Regions from separate parts of the Rattus norvegicus genome. Here region 2 is linked to region 1. The links are chromatin contacts, called in public Hi-C maps. All regions are on one chromosome and are shown on one strand. Each heading gives the region's core, a stretch centred on a gene start, on an enhancer-like site or on the middle of the called end of the contact. The rest is flanking DNA. Distances are from core to core; before and after follow the strand shown.

The links. Hi-C and Micro-C count contacts between places; a contact is called where the count stands out from the background.
Region 2: a contact with region 1 is called in a Hi-C map of kidney, with 1.8 times the contacts expected there. The contact joins two enhancer-like sites. A contact is called at or near these places in 7 of 12 Hi-C or Micro-C datasets (the A7r5 cell line, the Rat2 cell line, Schwann cells and 4 more) and 1 of 1 datasets of contacts at active chromatin or transcription factors (oligodendrocytes).

What each region holds. Positions count from the first base shown.
Region 1 is chr4:97,345,592-97,353,207 of GRCr8, reverse strand. It overlaps a transcript of Gng12 not described here. Among named protein-coding and RNA genes, the nearest start is that of Gng12, 17 kb to the left of the region's middle. Within about 2 kb of position 4,812, at least 7 of the 93 cell types and tissues checked have an H3K27ac peak or open chromatin away from gene starts, as enhancers often do. A contact at or near this core is called in kidney, where this site is marked.
Region 2 is chr4:97,391,276-97,398,891 of GRCr8, reverse strand. Gng12 (G protein subunit gamma 12) reads right to left here. Exons shown (of 4, transcript NM_053661.1): 2 at 4,433-4,485. Among named protein-coding and RNA genes, the nearest start is that of Gng12, 29 kb to the right of the region's middle. Within about 2 kb of position 2,566, at least 11 of the 93 cell types and tissues checked have an H3K27ac peak or open chromatin away from gene starts, as enhancers often do. A contact at or near this core is called in kidney, where this site is marked.

The DNA.
Region 1 (7,616 bases), core at 3,563-6,062:
TTCAAAACTTTCACACCTTTGAAGTCATACAAAGCCCATGTCTGGGGGACAGGCTCCCAGGTCACTATAGCTTATCTGTGAACAGAGGTTTCTTTATGAAATCTCATTGGTATTTTCATTAAACCTGGTAGCTTAGTCACTATTACTGCTGTGAAGAGACCTCATGACCAAGGCAACTTATAGAAAGAAAAACATTTAATTGGGGGCTTGCTTAGAGTGTCAGTGTTAGTCCATGATCATCATGGTGGGAAGCAGACCACACAGTACCAGAGCAGCAGCCAAGAAAGTTACATCCCGATCCACAGACAGCAGGCAGAGAGAAAGACACTGGGCCTGGCATGGGCTTTGGAAACCTCAGAGCCCATCCCCAGTGACACACAGTTTCCAACAATGGCACACCTCCTAATCCATCCCAAATAGTTCCACTAACTGGGGACCAAGCATTCAAACATATAAGCCTATGGGAGACATTTTCATTCACAATACCACATGGTTCGTGTGTGTGTGTGTGTGTGTGTGTGTGTGTGTGTGTGTGTACACGCCCGTGTGTGTTGCTTATAATTTCACTCAGGGCCTTACGCATACTATGCCGGCACTCTCAATGAGTTGCATCCCAGTCCCATCATCTGGCTCTTTGAACTTCTCACTCCTGCCTACCAAAAAGGCTTTCTTTTTTGTGCTCAGCCACCTCAAGCTTAAAGGTAAGCTCAGGCTGCCTTTTGCTCACCCTGGTCTTGGCAGAAGTATATTTTACACACAGGTCTTTCCCGGGGTTCCTTATTAAGGCAGCCCTCCTATTCTCCTGACATCCACCTCTTGCTTCTCATTCCTAGTTCTATAACCTTCACAGTCCTTATCCTGACCTGAACGGATACTGTTAGTGTGGCTTTACTAAAGAGCTGCTCATACCTTCTTTAAAGCCATATCCCCACAGATAAGGCAACTGCTTTGTTGACCTAAAAATACTAGGGTATTTAAAAGGATGAAGACTTGGGGCTTTTGTCTCAATGAATTAAACATTAAATAGCAAAAAAACAAGGAAGACATCAGATGTGTCTTCCCCTTTATCTCCTTCCTAGCTAGCAGACCACTTGTCCAGTGGGTGGAAGCTTCTCCTGTGACATTTTTCATATGCTATTCTCAGGGACAGTGAGCCAAGTGAATACATAAAAAGTATACCAACTTCAAAATCCTGTGAATTCATATGAGGAATGCCACTCCCATTGATTATTTGCCTCCTTCCAAACCCACTTTCTCCCCTGTAAATGGAGCTGGTGCACCCTACTTCATATTCCTACAAGGAGTAAGGAAATGCCCTAGCACATGCCTACCACTGGCACCTAAGTACTAACCACTGTCCTTGTTATCGAGTTTACTGTCAGCAAGATGCATTCTCTCAATTAGGGTTTGACTAATGCACCAAGGTTCAAGGTGACAGGCATTGTGTGAGCACTGTGCTCATGACATTTGTATGCTAACACTCAAGCATGCTTTCTAACATTCCCAGTGCTTCTTAAGCACCAATTGTTCCTCTGTGCTAACAGAGACAGTCATTTTTGCCACTGCTGATATTAGGATCTCTTCAGGAACTCTCCTCTGACTCCTGGAACCTGGGAACGCTGGACCTAATCTACCCAAACAGCCCTCAGGAGCAGAGCATTTCCCTAGCTAGAGAGAAAAGAGAACAGAAGGGCCTGTTAAAGTCTAGGCACAAGAAGGACCTGCTGTGCTAATGCCCAGCCCAATGGCAAGTACCAAAAAAGTCTCTAAGAAGTATGTGTGGCCCTGACTGAGAGACAACAAACAAATCTCAAAGAACAGAAGTCTACCAACAACCTGAAAGGCCCTGAGGTAAATTCTCCCAGAGCCTCTAATAAGAGCCAAGCTGGCCAACACTTCAAGGAGACACAGCAGTCACATATACCCTGGCTTCTGATCTACAGAACTATGAGATAAAATATCTGGTTGTCTTAAGCTAAGTTTGTGATAATCTGTTATAGCAGTTATCAAAACTAACCCTCTTATGCTGATGTTTGATATAGTTTAACTGACAGCATTTCTTTTCCCTGATAGCTGAGAGAAATGGCCTATTTCACAACTGACAGCATCTTAGATTAGCTGAAATACACTTAACAGCTGTTTTGCAAATGGACAGTAGATTAAGCCATCAGGTAATTCAGACAGCAGGCTTGAATTCTGAAGCATTAAGTATGCTGTCACACAGCTCCCAAGGGTTAGAGCATACCATAAAGGTCAGAGATGACACAGGTGCCCAGGCCAGCATGTAACACAGGATCCCAGACACAGATGAACACAAAGACCCAGAGGTAGCTACCTCTGCAACATTCACTCATATACTAAGAACTGGACACGAAAAGGTGCTGGGTACCCTTCTAGGTACTGGGATGAAGTAACAGGCTCTAACCTTTTCCTTGTGGAGTGGACACTACAGCAAGAGTATCAACAGTGACACAGTGCCATGAGCACTAGAAGGAAAGCCAAGCATCCACAGCACTCCACTGCTTTTCACAAAAGAACCCCACATGAAAGACGTGTGTGCGTGTGCATGTGTGAATGTATATGTGTGTGTGTGAGTGTGTGTGTGTGTGTGTGTGTGTGTGTGTGTGTGTGTGTGTGTGTGTGAAGAGGGCAGTGATTCCCTTGGTCATTCCTCACTCCGGCTAGTGAACTCGGTGTGTGTTAGAGACTTTTGTTTGCTTTTGAGAAAGGTCTTGCTGGACAGTCCACACTGGCTTCAATTTCTCTTTCAGCCCAAGCTAACCATGAACCTCTGACCATTCTGCCTTAAGTTCCTGAAGGGTATAATTACAGGCACGTGTCATCATGCCAAGCAGGTTCATTTTTTTATGTATTGGTAAACCACTTTTATATAGGACTGCCTTTTATGAATTTCTTTAAAAAAAAAAGAAAATTAAAAAGGGACCACAGCTTTCTCATCACCAAATCAGATTTCCTCTCTTTCGACAGAATTCAGTTTTTTAAAAACTGAAAATTAACTTTAACAACCCAAATGTCTGCTGTGACTAAGAGCATCTGAGGGGCTGGAACGCTCTGTCAGGGGTTAAGATGAATCTGTTTTCCCAGGGGACCTGAGCTGAGTTCCTAGCACCGACACCAGAAGGCTCCTTATTGTTCTCCAGGTGTACAGGCTCCATGGTACATGCATGATCTACATCACACAGTCACTGGAGTAACACAAGGAGACTAACAGACAGAGTCTTTTTTTTAAAGGGCAGCTCTATCCGTTCATGCTCCTAGAATGCTGAGCTCTGATCCTCTTACGCCATTTTTGTTTCCATCTCCTTTTCCCAGGAAGGAGCGAATACCTCCTTGGTTGTAGAAATCATACAGAACAGCACAATACAACAAGAGAAGTAACAAACAAATTGGACCTGTGTGACCTTTCTAGAGATACAAACACATGAAACAGTCTAGACTTCTGAAAAGATTTTACAGGAAATATAATTGGAACCTACATGTTTTAATCTCCTTTTCAATCTCCCTACACACTGATGTGCATGTGTACATGTATGTACATGTACGTGTTGTGTGTCTGTATGTGTATGGGGGGAGGGGAGGAAGGAGAAGAGAAATTCTAAGCTGGAAGATAATTTTTTTGTGGCCTTGGAGAAGCTGCAAGTTAATAATGCCATTAGCTGAAGCCTGTAATTCGGATGTTAGTAAATGCAGCGAAATCATACTTTGTACTTGTCTTGATTCTGCACTAATGATTTGGGAGCCCACTCCACCCAGCCTCCCATTTTTATAAGGAGTTCTGACAGACTATACACAAGAACAGTCACAAAGTCTCGCAGGGGAATTTACCAGCTTCAACAATGTCACAAAGACCCATACTTAACTCAAATCTTCACTTCTAATTATGAAAAGAAAAAAAAAAATCACTACTCTAAACTGTCACTTCTCACCAACCAGATCGGCAAAAGGAAAAAGGACTGACAGTCAGTCCTCTTACTGCTAGTCTTGGAGCAGGATGCTGATCTAAAACTTCCTGAAGGTGCTCACTGAAACCAGTGGCTCAGCAGACCACTGTGGGGTACACCTGCTCTTAAGCTGTCTTCACAGGATGTAAGACCACAGGATTAAGTATCATCCACAGCTCCAGCTACATCCGCACAATGGAAAGTTGATGTGACTGAAAGAGAAGCCATTTCTCACACACTGCTAATTTAACACCAAGGCAGACAGTGGAGAAAGTGTCTATACAGAAGAATGGGAAGAGGGTTGGGGATTTAGCTCAGCGGTAGAGCACTTGCCTAGCAAGCGCAAGGCCCTGGGTTCGATCCCCAGCTCCGAAAAAAAAAGAAAAAAAAAAAAAAAGAATGGGAAGAAACAACATGCACATTCATAATACCTTAAATTTACAGGCTAATACCTGTAGGTGGTATGAAAGGCTTGTCTGAGAACGGGATAGAAGCAGGTTTTAGTATTTTTCCTTTCTACCATGATTGTTAAACTTGGGGCGTACATATTAATAATTTTCTTTTATGAAGAGATTGACCCTGTGAGTATGAAGTGTAGGCAACGAGTTCTCAGGCCAAAGGTTGTAAGTCAGAGAAACTCAGCGTAAAGTTCAGGAAGTGAATGTAGTGAGTGTGGACAGGGTGACTTCTGCCCTTGTGGGTGTGGGTGGCCTGGAGTCCCTGTTATGTATTAGAGCCAGAAGGAAGTGAGGGAAGTACAGGTAAATGGAAGGCAAAGGCAGAAGGCCAGCACTGTCTCCCAGGGAGCACGCCAGGAGAGTTTGTTTGCTCTTTGGACTAAGCAGTAGCTGAAGCATTCTGCTTATCCACTACGTAGGTCAACAAGAGGCAAAGCACATGCAGATGCATGGTACAAGATCTCTGAAATCCTACTGAAATGTGGCAGATGGCTCTGCTGTTTAAGGAAGACCACAGGAAGGCTCATGAGTTTCATGAGAATCTGCTATTTCTGCTTTGGGAATGCAAGTTTGACTGAGGATGATCTGCTCCATCTAAGCAAATGAAAAGTGGAAGGCATTCACTTTTTTAGACATGCTGGCATCTTTTCATAGCAGCAGAAAGCAGAAGGGCACAGTACAGACCAGCCTCTGCCACCTTCACCCAGCACCTGACAGCTATACCCAGCAAACAGGGCTCTGCTCCCACCTGCTATCCCAAACCTCCCCAAAACCTGCAGGAAGAGGAAGCGAATTCTGACACCAAACTTGAAGAAGCTGCGGAACAGCCAGCTGGCAGTAAGGGAGACACGGATAAACTCTTAGCTTCTGGTGGCTTTGGCACCAGTGTTCCCCACTTCTTTCCTAAATTAGAAGTCTTTTTACAAAAGATGCAGATCCAAAGGCTCCTGTCGCTGCCCTCGGCACTGTTTATCCAAAGCAAGAGGAACACATCTGTCTAATACCTAACCGGAACCTCTCTCCACATTCCCAGCAGTTCCTAGGACTCCCTTGCTGTGTCACAGACATTAGGTGCTTTAGTGGGCAGACATTACTGCAGAGGAATGAACGAGCTGTTTGTTCCCAGCTCAACAAGTATTAGGTGAGTCCAAGACTGCTGCTGTGCAATCAACATTAAACAATGTCAAGGTCAACCAAGTCTTTAGCTGCCCCTTAAGGCAGCATGATGAAGCCAAGAGAAAGAAGTCAGTAAATAACCTGTGTACTACTGAAGAAGGTATGATTCCCCAAAAATACAATTTAATTTCCTTTTTTGATCAAAAAGGCAGTAGCTTACGCATCTTGGTGGCACACATTCAGGGAGCACGGCCTTATTTCTTCAGTCCTCTGGCATCTGTTAAGTTCTTACTATGTGTCACACTCTACAGCTCAGGGCAGTTTGAAGGCTATTGTAGCCGGACAGGCTTTGAGAGTCAGAGCTGTTGTCAGACACAGCCCTTCTGTGGGTTAGGAAAACAAAGCCTACCACCAAAACAGCCACGTGGACTGCAAAGAAACACCTCTACATTCCAGAATAGTCTTTCTCTAGTACATAGTTTTGTTCTGTTGGTTTTTGCTTGTTTGTTTTTATTCATTCATTCATTTATTTTATGTATATGAGTATGCTGTCACTGTAGACACACCAGAAGAGGGCATCGAATCTCCATTACAGATGGTCGTGAGCCACCATGCGGTTGCTGAGAACTGAACTCAGGACCTCTGGAAGAGCAGCCAGTGCTCTTAACCACTGAGCCTTCTCTCCAGCCCCGTTTGTTTGTTTTTATGGTGTGAGGAAATTTGTTTTTGAGACAGAGTTTCATTGTATAGCCCTGGCTATCCTGAAAATCACTATGTAGTAGACCAGGCTGGTCTCAATTTTCTAGCAATCTTTTTGCCTCTGCTCTTTAAGTGCTGGGATTATAGGTATACACTGCCCTGCCCAGTTTGGCCTACTATTTTTTTGTTTTTATTTTTATTTTGGTAGCAATTCTGGTGAACAATCTGAAGTTACCATGAGTTTGAGTCAATGCGCTCCAGTAGGAACTAGTGACTTAGTGTCCAGTGGTCAGGGGTACCTTGGCCAGCAGTATTAGCAGTAATAGAAATTCAATAGACATCTGAGGGTTCTCAATCAGTGAAGCGTCCTTCTGACTGTCTTAGGGGGCTTGCACATAGTCATGCTGAATGAAGGTTCTCCAGAGAGATTTCAAGTGTGGATGACGGCAATGAAGCCCTCATGTCGGTGAACACAGGTAACCACATCCACGCAAATCCAATCTGGGCTCATACCTCTCTTCTTAGTCACATAATTGTATGACCTTCCCTGCAAGAAGAAGGACTACAGCTTATTCTGCAAGAAAAGACACAGAATACACAGTTTTTTGAATCCCTGGCCCTAAAGTCATAAACTTAAAAATCAACAAATGGAAAAAGTACAAGTTCTTAACAACTGATGCATTCAGACAGACACAGACAAAACTTCTTTTAGCTACAATCTTTGAGAACAGCTCAAAGTATCAAGTCTGAAATGTCTGTAACACTCTCATTCATTGTTCTGTAACCTTCTGAAGTGGAGACCTATTAAAAAGAAGACAAAATCCCTCCTTGTGCCAGGATAGCAACCAGACACTCCCAGCTAAGCATTTTTATGACACCCAATAAAACCTGCCATGACAAACCAAACATTTAAGTGACACTAGAAATGATTTTCAAGAGAGATTTGGCAGCAAATGGAGTAACCCAGCTGGAAGCCATATTCAGTTCAATCATTTCTACCTTCTGTCCAGCTCCAAGCTGCTCACCCCTACCCTTGAGAGAAGACGGAGGGTGCCCTGCAGGAGCTAGGCTGGAACAGAACTTTTCAGGTCAATTTTCTCTTCTGCCCAAACAAGGCTTCCTATGGAAAGATAGTTTCACTGGTCTGTGAATGTACATCAGGCTTGTTGGGTCTCAGTGTTATATGGGGCACCAACTGAATGGCTGAGGATGTGGTGAGCTCCAAAGGAGAGGCCCCCATAATTCTCTTCTGGTTACTTGTCTCACGTAAGTAAGAAGCCCCGTCTGTGTGTCTCTTGATTTGATTTACAGCTTTCCAAAGTTTGAGCTCCCATTAAGCCCTCTGTTTTCTCTCCTTTGAGTGTAAAGGCCCCTCCTGTGA
Region 2 (7,616 bases), core at 1,317-3,816, 48 kb before region 1:
ACTGACATCACTGTCTGTTCCACAAGCAGCCATGTTTATAATGGACACTAAACTTCAATAGGTGAGCCAAGAACAGAGGCTAATGCCAGACACTAAACTAGCCAAATTGAAAACAGCCACAGTTGAGTCAAACAATGGTTTATCAGCAGGCTCCAGTGAGAGACTGAAGGAACATAAGATCCCTCATGCACATGGTTTTGTAAATTACAGAAGTCTGCAGATCACTGCTGCTCAACCACTGCATCCAGAAACCAAGTACTCTATGGCTCCTTGGGATGCAACATGAAGTCCTCAACCCAGGAGCTTCCCACCAAACCCAAAGTACGGCCACTCACTCTCATCCCTGCTCACTGTTGGTGGCCTGGTCACAACAGAGCCAAGGCTACATCTAATTTTCAACCTTCCAAGTTTAACTGACTCCAAATTATGAAATTTCTAAATCAGACCACTGTGGTACTTAGAGATTTTGTCTGCCTGCTATCTTTACCCCCACCCTTCCTGCTGTGAAAACTCTTTTTTTTCCCCCCAGCATAGGCACTCATCTCTGGTATTAGTGGACTTGCCTTCTGTCATAGGACATATGAACAGCATATAGTCAAAGAGATGCTGCTTGCTGTCGACTGCCCACTTGTGATCATGCTGAGTCCAACAGGCTATCCAAACCAGGCCAGTGAAAATACTTCTTTGGTACTACTTTTGGAATTACAGCTGAAGAGTTACTTTCGTTAAGATACAAGCTGCAAGAATGGCGGCTGACAGTCATGGTTACAGATGCCACCGTGGTGTGGCTAAAGGAATGTGGTGCATAGATGGGCGTGACACTGATGGAACTAAGGTGGGAGGAGAACAGGACAGAGAATATAAATGGCTGGATGAAGGCCTCTGAGTCCCTCGACACAACCATGCAGGACAAACACGTCAGCCACATAAGTCAGTAACTGAGTATACGTTGTTCTGTTGATGATGAGCAAAATAACTGCAACCAATAAACCTCATTTAAGAGAAAACAAAGTCACAGAGGAAAGTTCCTTCCACGAATAGTCCAGTCCCTATAGAATTCTGGAAGCCTTTCTAGAAACAATCTTAACTGAATTAAAATCACTTCTCTGAATGAAATTCGCATAGTAAGTCTAGCCACCAGTGATTGATAATTTTAACACCAGACCTTTTCCAGGGACAGGAAGATCTAGATATTCTGAAGAACATAAAAGAAACCCCCCCCTTACACACAAATCACCAATGGTACACATGAGAGCATGGGGTGATGTGACACCTGTAATCCTGGCACTCAGGAGGCTGAGGCAGGAGGATTTTTTAATTTCAGGTCAGCCAGGGCTAAACAGTGAGACTGACACTATCCCAGGAAAAAGCTTGCTCTGTCAATGGATGGGGAGTGTTACAGGAAATCTGTACGTAGGCAGACAGCATGGTGCTTGCAGAGAACATCCCCTAATTACCACTGACGCTGTTCTATTGGAGCTCCCATTTCTACCACTTCCACTCAACTTCCCAGTCACTGCCTGTTCCTCTCCCACTACTATGTAGGAACTTCCCCTTGTCAAACTACTGAATAGTCACAGATGCAGAGCAACTGATGTCTTTCAGTTCTACTTACAGTGTATACAGCCCTTTTATACACAACCTTTTTGTTTTCTTTGTTTCTGGAAAGTTTTAAGTATCATCCCCTCTTTCCAGACAAGAAAACTGCAGCTCAGAAAGGTAGTTTTTTAATGGAGCTGTGCTTAAACCCAAGCTTTTCCTAAGTTTCTTGTTCTTGGATTACCAAGCTGTGGCAAACCACACAGGTTGCCAGCTGTGAAGCATCACTTGATTCCTGAGGTCTTCCCCAAGCCTGATGAATTAAAGCAACAGGGACCTGTGGTGCCTCCTGCGACTGTGATGAGCTGGGGTGGTGCGAATGGGCCCAGGGCTGTGCTACTTTCTGCTTAAGCAAGTATCTGTTAGACTTTGTGCCTATGCTGTTGGGCCACAGGGAAGGCACGTGGAAATTTATGCTTTCAAAGAGCCAACAAAGCCCTCCCACCCCCACCCCCAAAAAGAGTAGAGTAAGCACGGTGAAAAAAGTGGACATGCTTGGCTTGTAAGGAGGCTGGAGCAGGTGAGATCGCAGATGGCTGAAACAAGGCAGGACTGGGCCTTAAAAACAAAGACAAAAACAAGGCTCTTCGGATGGAGGGGAGAAAGCAGAATGAAATAAGATACGTTGTTATGTGATGGTGAACAGATTAACCTTACCGTCACCCTCCACCCCCCCCCCAAAAAAGCATAGGGGTGAGGGAAATGGCTCAGTAGGTAAACACTAGCTGTGCAAGCTTGATGACCCATATTCAATCCTCAGTCCCCGTGTCAGACACCAGCGTGGTGGCATTGTGCTTGTAGTCCCAACACTGGAGATGCAGGCAGTCAGACCTCTGGGCTTGCTGGCCATCAAGGCTAGCCTAATTGGCCAACTACAGGTCTGGCTTGGAGAGGTGGGGGGGAGAACGGACACGGACATGGGGGAAGGGCACGGGACCAAAGCAAAAGACAGGGTCAGTGGCTCCTGAGGAATGACGGTCATGGTTTACCTCTGGCTCAGACACAAATACCACACACAAAGAATAAAGAGAATGGTAAGACGTGAGCAAGAGAAGATAGTGCATTTAGGAAGGGACAGCAGAGAAGTCAGAGATGCCTTGGCTGCTGTGAGGCGGAGTGGAGAAGGTGGGAGTGGTTTGTGAGCAGAGCAGGGGACAGCCTCAAGGACAGTTAATGTGGCACCAAAGAGGAGAGACTCTATCCATGGGCAGGCATTATAAACACTTCAGCCAACAGCCACATGACAAACAAAACAAAGCCTCATTCACCTGGATGTTATTCATGAATGATCTCAGCTCAAACCAGAAATCACATAACTGAGCTGAGGCCAAAACAACCCCCCTCCCCCCACCCCCCACAGAATTTGAAAATAAACAACTGCTATTTGAGGAGTAAATTTGGGGTGGCTTATTATAGAGCAAAAGCTAAACACCACAGCCAGTCTACAGCTGCAAGACCAGGAAGTGATACCATATTAATCCTCAGATGCTTTTCATTTGGGAAAAAAAAACAAGGCAAGTGATTTCTACCACTGAGGTACTGACTGTACAGCAGTCGGTCACACTGAGGTTAGAGGAGAGAGAATACAACGCACTAATTATGGCCTGGGGCTGAAGAGGTGGCTCAGAGGGTAGAGCATTGGCTGCTCTTCAGAGGATCTGAGGATCGGGCTCAGTCACCAACACTCAGATGGTGACTCACAACCATCTCCTCTGGTCTCTGCATCGATGTGCATACACCTCCACACATGCATGCACACAATGAAGAATTGTAAAAAAGGAACATTAAAGTGAGTACAGCCTCAGTCAGAATTCCACTTCCCATCTGACACTGGCACCTTTGCTAAAGGTCATGTTGAAGCAACTCTACTCCAGGACAGCAGGACAGTCTTTAGGAGTCAGGATGGCTGAAGACATCAAGACTAAAACCAAGAACTACAACACCCCCCCCCCCCCACCTTGACAGCTGCCTCCCAAACCAGAACCAGACTAGGGACTGCTGGCAGAACTACTTGGACTTCCACTGTGAGAAAGCAAAGTGCAAAGGGGAGATATCTCTATGTGTGAGTGGTACCAGCGTGTGTATAAGTGCCCTGTATCATGAGCCACTGGACCCCATGAGAATGGAGTTACCACTGGTTGTGGGCCACCATTTTGTTGTTGGAATCAAACCTGGATCCTCTGCAAAAACAAGTGTTCTTAACCACTGAGCCATCTTACCAGCTACCTTGGTCTCAGACTGCAATGACTGCATTGCAGAAGGCACATTTCCTGGGAAGATCCAACTAGGCTCTGCCCACTTCTCCTCTGTTCTTTGACCTTCTCCCCAGAGAGATGATGGTCCCTACCCTGGGACCCTGAATCATAATGCAATTACTAATAAAAACTCACTGGAAAAGTTTCAAAGAAAAATGTGTGGTAGCTGGGCACCCATTTTCCCTACAACATACTTCAAGGCAAAGTTTGAATTCTTCAGCCAAGCAAGACTTTGGTGTTTTGAATACTGTATGAAACAAGAAGAATATCAATATGGACCTGGAAAGTGTTTCATTATACAGAGGTTTTAGTTTAATAGCTTCTGGCATGTATCACGAATCCACTCCTTCCTCAATTCTTTGCAAAACCACCCCCAAAACAAAAAGCAAACCAAAACCAAACCAAACCAAAACCTCACTATTTTTTAAGGCATGGAAAATTAATAAATCATTCATAGAAAAAATATGCAAATAAATATTCAGTAATTTTTTAGGGATGTGTTTGACTAAAAATGTGACTAGCCTTTTAAAAGCAACTGCACATAGCCACTTTGTTTGAATAATGAATGAAGACCTTACCAGCAAGGCTTTGTGTGGGCCAGTGCCTCCAGGTTTTAAATGGTAGGGTGAATCTGAAAGAGAATTAAACACATTCCAGGAGTAAATGACAAGTGGAAAGGATCTGCTTTCATCCCAAGTGACTATGTAATGCCTCGCGACTATTTATTCTTTTAGTTACAGATTAACAAAGTTTGTTCCTGGCTCCTGCTAGAGTAGAGAGTGAATTTTTCCCTACATACTTCAACTTCCTGATTCAGAAGGCATTCTGCATCTGCCTCTGAGAGGCTGGATGGCTGAAGCCAGCATAACTATAAATGGTAGTGTTTTCATCCAAACTCTTCAAGTGAGCAAAGCCTCCTCGGTTGTCACTCTCGCTCTGGTCCCACAACCCCCTTCTGCTAGGATTAAGCCTAACTTGAAGGATAGTAGGAGGGATGTGCCAGGCTTTCTAATGCAGTCACCTGAGCATGTAAATAACAAAATTTTGCTTTATTGTTAATGACGAGCCCCTAAAGAAATATAATACAAGCTATATCAAAAAATAAAAAGTGGACCCAAAGACTATACATGGACTGATCCTGGGCTACAACTGCACAGGTAGCGATGAATAGTCTAGTAAAAGCACCAGTGGAAGTGGAAGCCCTTGGTCCTGCCAAGACTGAACCCCAAGAAAATGAGATTGTTGGGGGAGGGTGGAAATGGGGGGAGGGTGGGGAGGGGAACACCCATATAGAAGGGGAGGGGGAGAGGTTGGGGGTTGGTGGCCTGGAAACCAGGAAAGGGAATAACAATTGAAATGTAAATAAGAAATACCCAGTTTAATAAAGATGGAGGAAAAAATATAAAAAGTAGATGAAAGCCTTCACAAGAGATTTGAATGGTTAAAAATACTATTGCAACATGAAGTCCACATAGGACCTAAAGATATTTTACATTTCTTCATTTAAATAAACCTTGTGTATTTATTGAGGTTTATAGCATGATATTATGAGATAATGGTACACATAGAGAAATGGTCTCCACAGCAGCACTGATTAGCCCCATATCTCTCTTATTTTCTTTGTAAGAAGAAAAGCTCAAATCCTCCCTACACATTACTCACCTTAGCCCGTGTTTGCAGCTTCTGTTTCCTCACCTAACATCTGCTTCTTTGTGCCCTTTGACCTGCAGCTGTCCAATTCTTCCCCTGCTTGACTGTCAAAACTAAACTGTCAAGATCCTATACCTCTCAGCCCAGACTAGCCACAACAGCCACATGACAGCCAATAGGTTGCACATAGAACAGAATAAATTGAGAAAAATATTCTCAGTGTGTGTGTGTGTGTGTGTGTGTGTGTGTGTGTGTGTGTGTGTGTGTGTCTGAGGGGGGAGGGGGGAGGGAGGGAGGAGGGAGGGGGACGGAGGGAGGGAGGGGGAGAGAGAGAGAGAAAGAATGCATATCAATGTACGGCATATGCATGCACATGCATGTACATAGGTATGAGGTACACCCATGCATACATGTGTTGATATCAGAGGAGATGTGATATGTCTTCCTCTATTGCTCTCCATCCTACTTTTATTTTCTGTATATGAGTGTTTTGGCTGCATCTATATGTGTACCGTGGCATCCTTGTCAGGAGCAGCAAATGCTCTTTAACCTCTGGCCAGCGCTCCAGCTCTTCCTCCATATTTTTTGAGATAAGGTTTCTCACTAAATCTTAAGGTTACCCTTGCAGCTAAACTATTTTGCAAGTGAGCCCCTGGAATCTGCTTGTCTTTGCCCTACAATACTAGGGTAACAAATGTGTGCCCTGCACTGAAGTTTTACATGGTGCTGGTAACCTGAACTCAGGGCTTCAAGCTTGGGCAGCAAAGACTTTGATCCACTGAGACATTTCCCCAGCTGCCAAAATGGAGATGCCAGTCACTATTTCCTTCTCGAAATAATCCATCACTACTTATCTTAGCAGAAGTCAGTTTCAGCACTGTCCAGGTGCCTGTAGGATCTGCCCTTTTTCTTTTACTTCCACTAATCCTCAAGGCAGCTTTTTCTGGGAAGTGTGTAACAAGGCACGGTGAAGGCACGGAAACACGGTGAGACTGCAAGCCTGGCCTATGGCTTTCAGAGGGTGGCAGGGTCTGCCTCCAGAGTCCATACTTGTAATACAACTACGCTCAATTAAATTGGAACATTTCCAAATAAGATGTTCCTTTCATTTTAACTATAAGCATTAATTATCAAAATCAGTTTTCATGATAACATGGTTAGATAGGAACAGTAATGACAGATGAAGAGTTACTTTATGCTTAAACATTGAAAACAATTTGACTTGGGAACATGAAAACCAAAAACAGGCCTGGAGTCCAGTAGAGCGCAAGGAGTCTGGCATCCGCTTGAATGAGGAGGAAGGGGAGGAAGGGAGGATCATGTGGGATCTACAGAGCACCTTGTACCTGTCAATGTCTCAGCAAAAGGCCCATACTTTATCACTGTGGAGAAAGTCACAATATCTATGTATCTGTTCTAGCAGCAGAAGGGAGTTAAGGCAGAAAGAATAAAACAGAAAAGAATAAAAAAAAATCACATCCTTTTATTTTATTAATGCATGGGCAGAAATGAAGTGAAACTTAGACCTACAGGGGGAACTGGCCAGCCCAGCCTCGGCACCTCACAGCCTGCGGGCTGGGCGGCGGCACTGTTGTTCAGAGACACACCCAAACCTGCAAGAAGACTCACAGGACCTCCCATCTGCCTCATTCCCCACAGGCATGCTACTTGGAGTCATCCAGACCTCCCTGTCAACCAGCCCACCGAGAACTGCGGTAGCATTTTTTTCTCAGCTAACACACAGCAGACAGCGGATACCGGATACCGTAAGAGCTGGTCTTTATGGAGCAAGCTCCTTTAATGCTGTTAGTAATTCAGTGAGTCACCCTTTATTGCCCCATTTAGCAGGTGGGTAGGTACACAGACATAGCTAAGTCAGTAGCCTAAGGTTACACGACTCTTAGGTAACAGCAGCAGATGGTGAAGTCAGACAGTCTGCTTCCAGAGCCTGTGCTCTAACAGCTACACTGAACAGCACCAACTTGGTCCACTGCCCTCCTCACCATCTTTACACCTACTGTCACCGAAGCTCTTAGGCTTTAGTGTGTGATTTGCTGGTCTCTCTGCAGACTTTTACAGAATCCTGGAAGGTTGAGAACCACCTCTATACCT